Regions from separate parts of the Mus musculus genome. Here region 1 is linked to region 2. The links are chromatin contacts, called in public Hi-C maps. All regions are on one chromosome and are shown on one strand. The core of a region is the stretch at or near the end of the contact, and the rest is flanking DNA. Distances in the headings are between cores, read along the strand shown.

Region 1 (5,095 bases), core at 1,353-3,852, 330 kb before region 2:
CTATCTATCTATCTATCTACATGTATATGTTTTATACAAAACCATGTTTTTCCTCTCTCTTTTTCCCTCCCCCCTCACTCTCTGTGCATATGTATAAGAAATTTTATACACAGCCATAGTCTCTCTTTCTCTCTGTTCCCCCCCTCCCTCAGGACCCCTTGACTGGCTAGAAAGTCCTGCCTCCCGTTTCCTCCTGCCCAGATATTGGCTGATCAGGTCTTTATTAACTAATCTAACCAATCAGAGGTGATAGAAAATGAATTTTGGGCAATATTGAGACAGGAGATGCTTAACAAAGCCAAAGTCTAGACTCTACCCAGATCTTTGGGCACAGTAATCAGCATCTGAATACACAAAGCACACAACCATTTCCCAACACTTCCTTGCAACCTCCCACCTCTGTGCTTCTGTTCTGAGACATAAGGACCAAGATAACCTAAGCCATTCTTACTCAGGGCATCTATCATTTATAATAAATGCACCTCAATTAAAACAACCTCCTATTTCAAAAGCAATACAGACTGAGGTCATTATCTCGCCCCTCCAGCCATGCATCTCTAAATCCTTAGCATGTGTAGTGGTTTGAGTAGCTATGGCCCCATAGACTCATGTGTTTGAAGGCTTGGGCTATAGGGAGTGGCACTATTAGGAGGTGTGGCTTTGTTGGAGTGGGTGTGGCCTTGTTGGAGGAAGTGTGCCACCATGGAGGCAGGCTTTGAGGTCTCCTATGCTCAAGCTATATCCAGTGATACAGTCTCCTTCAGCTGCCCATTGATCTGGATGTAGAACTCTTAAACCTCCTTCCCAAGGACCGTGTCTGCTTGCATGCTGCCATGCTTCCTACCATCAGAATAACTGACTAAACCTCTGAAACGGTAAGCCAGCCCTAAGTAATGCTTTTCTTTATAAGACTTGCTTTGGTCATAATAGCAACAAAATCCTAAGACTAAGGGGGTAACAGGCTTAAGGGCCATTTCCTGTCTCTCACTGGACCTACATCCCTGCTCTGATCTAGGCCAGTTGGAGCACACAGAAGGTTAAGAAATCACCCCTCCCTAACAGAGTGTTCATGAAAGCAAGGGGGAAAGTCTATGGCAGGAACGGCAGGCAGTCCTCTCTCCTTACCAGAGAGGTCTCTAATTTGTACAGCTGTGTGCAGTTGTCTCAACATGTAACCACCTGTATCAGTTTTTGCCATTGTAGGAACATGTTGAAACAGGAAAAAAGGAGATAAGTTGAAACCACTCTAAAACATAGCTGTTTGCTTCATAAAGTTCTTGGGAGAGTCCATAACTCAAGGACTAGAAAAGGCCGTGGTACTGGCCAGGTCTTTACATAATGATTGGGGACCAACTTTCAAATGTCATTGGGTGACAAATGTGAACTCATATTTTGATTGCTATTCAATTTGTGCTAATACATAAAGAGAAAGAAGCAGGTCTGAAAAGCTGGCTGGAATGAGTTGATGGACTCACCTGATTGGTCAAAACAGTTATTTGTGCTGGAAGAGAGTAACGGGGTGGGGGAAAGGGAGGGAAGGGGAAAGAAGCATTATGTAGTATTTCTTTAGTTGTGAATAGTTGTAGTTTCTATTAGTCTCAGAGAGAAGAATTCAACTTTAAAACTCTGGTTCTGAGCAGCCAGGGGAGAAAGCAATTAGAGGGAAACAGGAAATTATAACAAACTGTTCAGTGGCGGGAGACAGAGTGAACAATGCAGTCCTTAAAGGGTTTTTTCCTGTCAGGATAAACAGCTCTTTCTTGTGTTTGGTTATACTTTAACCATGATACAAAGGGAGACAGAGAACTGGTAATCTGATACCAAAATTAATTTCTGGAGTGATAAGGATGGAATTTAGGTTGTGGAAGGAACCACATTTAAAATTCTCCAGTGTGTATTTTAAGGTAAGGTGAGAGAGTGGTTTAGGGAAGAGGTCGTTGGATATGGATTCTGAAAGTCATGCACACAGACTCTGATGCAGTAGGAAGTGAGAATGTGTGTACAGAGAACAGCTTGTGTATTTTATGGACGAATCACCTGTCAATTAAGAAAACCTACGGCCTATAGAAAAGGGTAGACTAGAAGGTGGGACAACTGGTAGGCAGAGAGGATTCTGGGAAAGAGCCAGGTGTGGGAAGAGTTGCTGGGGAAGATGTGAGGAGGACAGATGAATGATACCTGAGCAGAGGTGACCAGCCACATGGCAGAATATAGGCTAATATAAGTGGGTTATCAGAGAAGAGCCTAGCTATATGGCCTAGATATCTGTAAATATATTTTGAGTCTGAGTGGTTATTATGGGAGCTTGGAACCAGGAGGAAAAACAAACACTTTAATAGATGACACCCAATGTGGGGCATGTTATCCAGGTTTAGAGCCTGAGAAGCCATTGGGAAGGATGGTTTAGCATACTGCTCTGTGATGGTGGGCAGGCTGCTCCGTTTGGTGTGGTTGGCCACAGAAGCCAGTGAACAGTGGAGGCAAAAAAACATGAAGAGGCTGAGTATGGAAATACAGGCCTCTTATCCCTCCAAGGTGCACCATGGCCATCTTCTAGGGAGAGCAGAGGCCTGTATGAGGCAGTAGAGTGAGGAACCAGAGCCTCAAGGCACAGCCCCACAGGAAACACTTCTCATGTTGCATGCTGCTCTGGGGAGCCAGTGCTCTGCTGGGTGGAAGGTATGACTCATGCTGAGGCTTATGGGAAATTCAGCACCCCAGTCCAGGCCCACTGAGCCCCCATCCTGATGCTTGATGACAGGTGGCAGCCCAGCCAAATGTGGCAGGGCAAGTGGGCACCAAGAATACCCATGGGTGCCCTTGGGTGAAGGCCTGAACCCTCACAGAAGCACAGCAGGTGGGAGTGGCCTGTCTAGAACTGGCAGGAGGCAAAGCCAATGGGACAACCTTCTGAACTGAGCTGAGAGGGTGGAGCTGGCCACTACAGATACATGCTAGTCCGAGGAGCCTGGAAATGTGCAGAAGGACAGAGGAGCACTTACCCTGAGCTGCAATAGGATTGAAAAGCCACAGACATCTGAGCAGGTAAGGTATTGAGTTTAGAAAACTATAAAAGAGAAGGGAAACTGAATTAAAAAAGAAAGAAAGAAAGAAAGAAAAACTATTTGGTTTAAAGATAAGAGGGTGAAGTCCTTAAGAAAAATTTTAGAGAATAAAAAAAAAAGAAATATATTTTCTATGTCAAGAAAATGGAAACACAGGGACTTCCGGGGTTGGTCAGAGGAAGAGAGGAAGCAGGAGAAGGGTTTTTTGACAGAGACAGGGAAAGGACAAGATCTGGCTACTAGTGTCTCCCAGTTTAGATAGTGAATCTGCCAGGATTTGCCACAGGAGGATTTACATTTAATAAAGCTTACAAGATTAGAATTCTCGTTGTTGTAGTCAGTGATTGAGTTACCATTGTTTCTGAACTAACTTTGTGTTGTTTTCCTTCATGTGGTGGCTCGGCGGTGTTCCAGAGAGAGAGAAAGGTATGGCAGCAAAGCATGGGTTTGCCTGATGTGTCCCCCAAAAGGATGTAGGAGTTTTGAAGCACGGGGCTGGTGTGGTAGTGACCTGCCAGTGGGAACTTATCTGGGTGGAGAGATTTTGGAGCTCTGAGTCAGAGAGACTTGCCCACCAGTGCTTGACTGGCCATAGCATGGCAAGGTTCCTTTTTATTGCTTCCCACAACATGTGGTAAACCAACGTGTTAGGCAAGAATCCACTAGAAATTTAAGATTATTAGCCTGAGAGTTAGAGTTTTATTTTCTAAGTGAGAGAAAGGTGGTGCTGGGATGATGAGTCATGTGTACTTAAGCGAGGGAGCCTTGAAACAAACAAAAAAAAAAAAAAAAAAGAGGGCTCTGAGGTCCCCTGCTGTGGAAAGAGACAAGATGGCTGCTCTGAGTCAGAGAGCTGGAGAATGGAAGCTGCCTTTATCTTGGGGCAGATATTGATTTAACTGTGAATTTATAACATTGGGATTATTTGCTTTTAGGATAGATTTATATACAGATTTTGTTTAAATCATGTGGGGAATTTCACCTGTGGTTCAGAGCTAGGATAGGGAAAATTAGTCACTGACTCCAAGTAGAGAGAGCAGTGATAACTGCCTGCTATGAACAGATATTAATTATTAAAAGTCTGTGACTACAGGTAGAGAGTTCAACAGATAGGTATTATAACAGGTATTAATAAAATAAATGTCTGTGGCTCCAGGTAGAGAGCCCAAGCAATAGATGTTATAACAAGATGGCTGCTCTAGGTGGAGAGCTTAACAAGTAAAAACTACCTGCTTCCTATAGGCAGATATTAATGAAAGTTTGAATTAATTGCTTTAAAGATGGTATAAAGATAAATTGCTCTAACAAGTGTTATAGGATACTCATATTCTGTCTAAAATGGGCTCTACGGGAATTTTGAATTTAAATCCTGGTTTGAATAGCTGCCTGCTTATAATCAAGTATAGACAGAAGTGTGAATCAATTATTTTAAAGATGGCATAGAAAGGTCTTCAAGATACCTAACTCATATTCTCTAACGTGGGCTCCATGGGAACGTTGGGTTATTATCTTGCATGACAAAATAGAAAAAGCCTAAGAATAGGCACATAATAGTATTTTAGTTTGCTTCATTTGTTTTAGATTAATTTTCAAGATGGGTGTGATTTTGAGTTTTGTGGTTATATTATCCTTCTGGGAGAGATGTCAAAATAAAGGTTTTTCTGGTTACTGGCTCAAGCATAAGCTGATTTGGGAGAAAGGTTTTGTCTTTGCATTTTTAGAGAAGGTGATTGGTGTCTATACACCTTCCAGAGTAATATGGATCAAATTTGATAGAGGGACCCCCTCCCCCCCAGGACTAGATTCCAGAGAATCAAACAAAAAGGATATCTTGATGATACTAAAATTTTGTTTTGAGATTTGTATATTACAGACTATACAGCCTTGGTGAGTCTCATCATCAGACATGCTGAACTGACCTGCTTGATCTCCTGATGTCTTGGACTTTCAGCCGGATCCAGTCAGGACACAGACATCAGAGACTGTAACAATCATTGGGGTGGCCTTCTTAAGGCCAACCAACTCCCTCA
Region 2 (5,158 bases), core at 2,092-4,591:
AGTTGCATTAGAGAACACATGCACTGTAGAATTGAAAATGTTTACTGTCTTGTTCATTGCAACTTAGGTTGCTGGTGTACTCTCATGTTCTTGGATCGGAATGTGGATTAGTAGCATGTGGAGACCGTGATTGTTTAGAGATTTCTATCATACAGAGGGCAGAGGCTTTTACAGAAACCATCATAAGCCCCCATCTGCAAGAATCAGGTGACGAGAAAGGGATCCAGTTCAAAAGATCAATGGAGAGGCAACAGTGGCTGAGTGGAGTTCTCTCCGAATCTAGCTGTGACTAGATGTCACAGAGATAAATGATGCTTATGTGAACATTGTCCATACCTGATAGACACTAAGCTTGTAAAAAAGTGAATTCTTTATATCAGCTCCCAATGACTTGCTTATTTAATGACTTTAGTGGTTACTTCATGAAAAGATTTATTTATTTCTGTGTGAGAGTGTTTTGTTTGTATGTATGTGTGGTGCCCGAAGAGGCCAGAAAAGGGTCACTAGATGTCCTGGGATTGGAGTTACAGATGGTTGTGAGTTACCATATGAGTTCGAGGAAACAAACCTCGGTCCTCTGGCAGAATGGTAAAGTGTTCCACTGAGCACTGAGCCATCTCTCTGGTCTTTAATATGCTTGCTTCTAACTGACTCCCTTTAGTAATTCAGTAAATAGTTTATATTTAGCCCAAACTGTATTTGTCCCTTTAAAAGTGATCTAAGCTTAACTCTGAATGTGAACTAATGGACTTAGGTTGTGTCCTGAAGGTCCCCAAGGTGGCCACCGGGAGATGAGCTGAGGAAGACCAAACCGTGACAGGCTCTGAATCTGAACACCGGCTGAGGAATAAGAACTTCAGCCAGGAGCCAGGAGCGTCTCTGACTAAGGGAACAACACACCCACACTTAAACTTTAGGATGCTCATTCAGAGGTAGTGTGTGGAGGTCAGAAATAAAGAGAACAGAAATAGTGGACCTAGTTGAAGGCAGTTTCAAAAGACTGGTAGGATTTGATGATGGTCTCACATCCATGGGTCCCAGGGATATAGACGGGAAGGTAGGCTGGTTAAGGCAGAACCCAGAGCGAGCCACTGGAGCCACTGGAGGAGGAAGAGGAGGAAGAGGGAGTTGATGTGATTGTGAGTCCAGAGATGTCAGTTTCAACTGAATTTAGAAATGCTATAAAACATCCACAGAGAAACAGAAATGAGAGGGAGAGATAGAGGCATGGAAGGAAAAGAGGGACAGAGGCTGATGTAGGTAGAGATAAAGATTGTTGTTTTGTTTTGTTTTATTTTTCTGAGGAAAAAATCATTACTAGGGCCATGGAGATAGAAATGAAGGGTGCAGTTAGAGACAGACTCTGAAGAAACAACTATAGTGGTTGTCAGGGAAAAAGTAGGGAACCCAGAATTTAGTTTCGGATAGAAAAATGTCACTATTTTAGTGCAAAAAATTCCCATACAAACTTTCAACATACGAAACAACATTTAATATTGGTCTAAAATTCACATTTAACTGAAAGCTCAATATTTTTATTTGCTCAACCTGGCAACGCCTGGGAAAGCACACACAGTCCTCAGGAAAAACCAGGATGTTGCATTATCATGGAATCCAAAGGCAGAATGCAGTGGCGAGAGATGAGCAGAAAAGGACGAGTCCATTGCTTTTGACAGTTTGGGAATCCAGAGGCAGCTTGTGGAAAGCAAGTGGAGAGCTGGCCTCGGTGGATTTAGGAGTAGAGGTGTCAAGAAGAAATCTGTATCCTGTTAGGAAGCATGATGGGAGGGAGGAGGAGGAAGAGGAGGAGGAGGAGGAGGAGGAGGAGGAAGAGGAGGAGGAGGAGGAGGAGGAGGAGGAGGAGGGGGAGGAACGCAATGCTTGTAAAGGTTGAAACGCAGAACTCATCCCTGCGTGACTGAACGAGGCTGAGGAAGAGCCCGGGAGGCAGATACAAAATGGGAGAGGAGTGATGGGGAGATGTGGGTGCCCTGAACACGAGTTTTACGAATAAATTGACATTTGCAGGAGCGTGCTCCCCGTTCATACTGCTCCTCAGAGCGCAGAGGAAGCAGATCTCGATGTGATTTTAAGAGAAGAGACTGAGATGTAAGGCCCTCTATTTGCAGCTAGTTGTTGAGAGGGAATGAGATGGAGGGAAATTGTTGATTGTGAGGGAGATGATGAAGAATTCAAAGGTGCCTGTGCTCACACATGAGGGTGTGCTTCGTTTCCCTCCACTGCATTTTCTCTCTATTCTAGCAATCCATACAGACTCACAGTGGGCGGACTTGTTCCCCGAGGAGAGGGAAGCAACAGCAACCGAATCCAAAAGGAGCTTACTCTCCTCTTGTATTAAACCTGAATATTCCGCCCCCAAAGCTATCAAGGTCATTTGTCCACATCCCTGGTCTAGGAATGGTACAGCAGGCATGCCTAGGGGCAGGCATGTTTGGAGTCTTGTAGAGTCCTAATCTGGAGTTGTTCCCATCACACAGACTGTGTCTGTGGGAATGAGGGCCTTGATGTGACACACTTAAGTAACAGGGACTCGCAGATAGATGCACACTGGTCCCAATCACCTTTCTTTTCTCTACGAACAACGGGAAAATCTGAAAAGGGAAAAAGATGTGATCAAGCCTGCAACTTCCCAGGCACTTTACCTGTCTCCTTGCAGGAGTCCAGGGTGCCTTGTGCAGCCCTGGGAGGGAGCCATTACAGAACTGCAGAAAAGAGAGAGTCAGCAAGGGAGTTATTGGGTGGGTGCGACTCTGCCTGCAGGGGAGCTCTTCTGCCTCCAGGTAACATTTCCAGTCCTGCTCTAAATAGGTGGAACAACATTATGAACTAACCAGTACCCCGGAGCTCTTGGCTCTAGCTGCATATGTATCAAAAGATGGCCTAGTCGGCCATCACTGGAAAGAGAGGCCCATTGGACACGCAAACTGTATATGCCCCAGTACAGGGGAACACCAGGGCCAAAAAAAAAAAAAATGGGAATGGGTGGGTAGGGAAGTGGGGGGGAGGGTATGGGGGACTTTTGGGATAGCATTGGAAATGTAATTGAGGAAAATATGTAATAAAAACTATTTTTTAAAAAAGAATAAAGAATAAAAAAAAAAGAGTTCTCTCCCTTCTCGAGCCCCTCCCTCCCCCGCCCTGCCACACCACACACACACACACACACAAACACACAAAAGCACAAATGAAATTCCTAAAGGCGACTACTGCTGTCTGGTTATTTTTAGTATTTGATGTTAGTATTTATCAAGCTTTGCAGTGTTAATTTGTCCTCCCACTCATTTATCTTCCTGCCTCCTTGTGCTGGGCTTAGAAAAAATGCAGAAAGAAGCAGCAGCAGCAGCTGGTGACCTCTCAGAAATGTGTCCTAGAGAGAAGAGAGTAGATCCTTAAAGTCCGTCTTCCTCGTCTCTGCCTCGCAGAGAAGAACGATCTGGATTCTGTTAGCTAGGAGGGCAATAAAAACGTTGGTGAATGTAAACCCTTAGAATGTCTGGGCAGCGTGTTTAGTTGGGTCAAGAGCTCAGGTCACGATACTGGATTAGGGAATCCTCACAGACAGGTGCTGAACTGGGTCAGAGGTCAGCTAAACAAGAAGCCTGAGGGAGGCAGATTGCAGAGGAGAGAAGAGTAAAAGGACCACGCAAACAGCCGGGGCTTGAAACAGGCAGAAGACTGGAGAAAAATTGGATCAGTCGGACTGGGAGGAGAAAAACCCTGCACTGTAATAAACTCCACCCATTGCTTCTTCAACTTCCTGCTGGAGTGAAAGCCAAAGCAGAAATATTGCTCCATAGAGAAGCTCCCAGAAGCCTTCTAACAGACGGCTACCTCCAGGCAACAGGGCCTCTCTTCTGTCCATCTATCTATTTAAAATCCCAGGAAGCAAGCCGGAATGGTTCCCTTTGGTAACGTAAAGAAGGAAAGCATTGCTTTGCTGTACCAGCCTTAGGGACGTGTTGGTGGCTGTGACATGGTTGGTTTTCTGTCAACTTGACACAAGCTAGAGTCATCTGGAAAGAGAAACCTTGGTTGAGAAAATATTGCTAACAGATTGTCCTATAGGCAAGTCTATAAGGTATTTTCTTGATTAAGGATTGATATGGGAGGGCTGGGCCCACTAAAGAAGGTGCCACCCTCAGGCAGATGGCCTGAGATCTATAAGAAAGCAGACTGAGCAAGCTATAAGGAGCAAACCAGTAACCATCATCCCTCTATGACCGCTGCTCCAGTTTCTGCCTTGAGTTCCCCATCCTGACTTCCATGATGGGACTGTGGTGTGGAAGTGTAAGCCAGGCCTCTTCTCCCCAAGTTGCTTTTAGTCACGTGATTTTTCACAGCAGTAGAAGGAAAAGTGACAATAGTGTTTATCTGATACATGAAGTCAGGAGAACCAGAGGAGAGATGGTGCAGGATATGGCTGGGAAGGCGCTCGGAACAGTGATGGCTGAGAATTGCCCAGATTTGTCACAAGACATCCACACAGATTCAAGAGTCCTAATGAAATCTTAAGAAGAACTCACACAGTGAGACCCTCCCTAAGACATGCCATGTGCAGGAGCAGCTCTGCAGTACATTACCCACCAGAACACGTCAGCTAGAGCAGATATGGTTCTGTGCTGAGAGGGAGCATCCAGGTAAAATTCTACATTCAATGGGAATGTATTCAAAAATCTAAAGGAAAATAGTCATAGTCATATGGTCTGATGCACAAAAATCAACACGAATGACTAAATTCAACAACCATTAGCGATAAAGGCTCGGAACGGAGAGGGAAGTATCTTGAGCTACCCCTGCTTATAAAATGTTTAATGCAGAGAATTACAAAATTCCAATAAAAGTTAGAGAATATTTAAGTAAGTAAAGAAACATACTATGCTCTTCCTGGGATAGAAGACATAAAAGAATAACTATATCATTGCTCCCCAAATTTATATTCAATCCTAGATTTCATGTACTTTTTATTTTTAAAAAAAATCTCACAAAGAGCTCGAGTAATATAAGCAATATTTTCTAATAATTAAATTAAAATTAAAATCCCTAAAGCCATGTTTCAAAGGAATACAGTGAACCTGATTTTAAGATTTATATACAGTAATCAGTTAATATACAGTAATCAATGTGGCATAGAATCAGC

The links. A called contact is a pair of places that touch in the nucleus more often than the background predicts.
Region 1: a Hi-C map of uterus shows a contact between it and region 2. The contact joins two enhancer-like sites. A contact is called at or near these places in 2 of 15 datasets of contacts at CTCF or cohesin (embryonic stem cells and stem cell-derived epiblast-like cells), 23 of 484 Hi-C or Micro-C datasets (the AML12 cell line, adipose-derived mesenchymal stem cells, cardiomyocytes and 13 more), 12 of 115 datasets of contacts at active chromatin or transcription factors (SST interneurons, double positive thymocytes, embryonic stem cells and 4 more) and 1 of 9 other capture datasets (embryonic stem cells).

Annotation. Positions count from the first base shown.
Region 1 is chr15:37,897,583-37,902,677 of GRCm38.p6, reverse strand. It overlaps Gm35019 (a long non-coding RNA gene), which reads left to right. Exons shown (of 7, transcript XR_383951.4): 2 at 2,762-3,045; 3 at 3,480-3,491; 4 at 4,924-5,095. Among named protein-coding and RNA genes, the nearest start is that of Gm35019, 7.8 kb to the left of the region's middle. Within about 2 kb of position 2,602, at least 10 of the 459 cell types and tissues checked have an H3K27ac peak or open chromatin away from gene starts, as enhancers often do. A contact at or near this core is called in uterus, where this site is marked.
Region 2 is chr15:37,567,339-37,572,496 of GRCm38.p6, reverse strand. It overlaps a transcript of Ncald not described here. Among named protein-coding and RNA genes, the nearest start is that of Gm24833, 34 kb to the left of the region's middle. Within about 2 kb of position 3,341, at least 21 of the 459 cell types and tissues checked have an H3K27ac peak or open chromatin away from gene starts, as enhancers often do. A contact at or near this core is called in uterus, where this site is marked.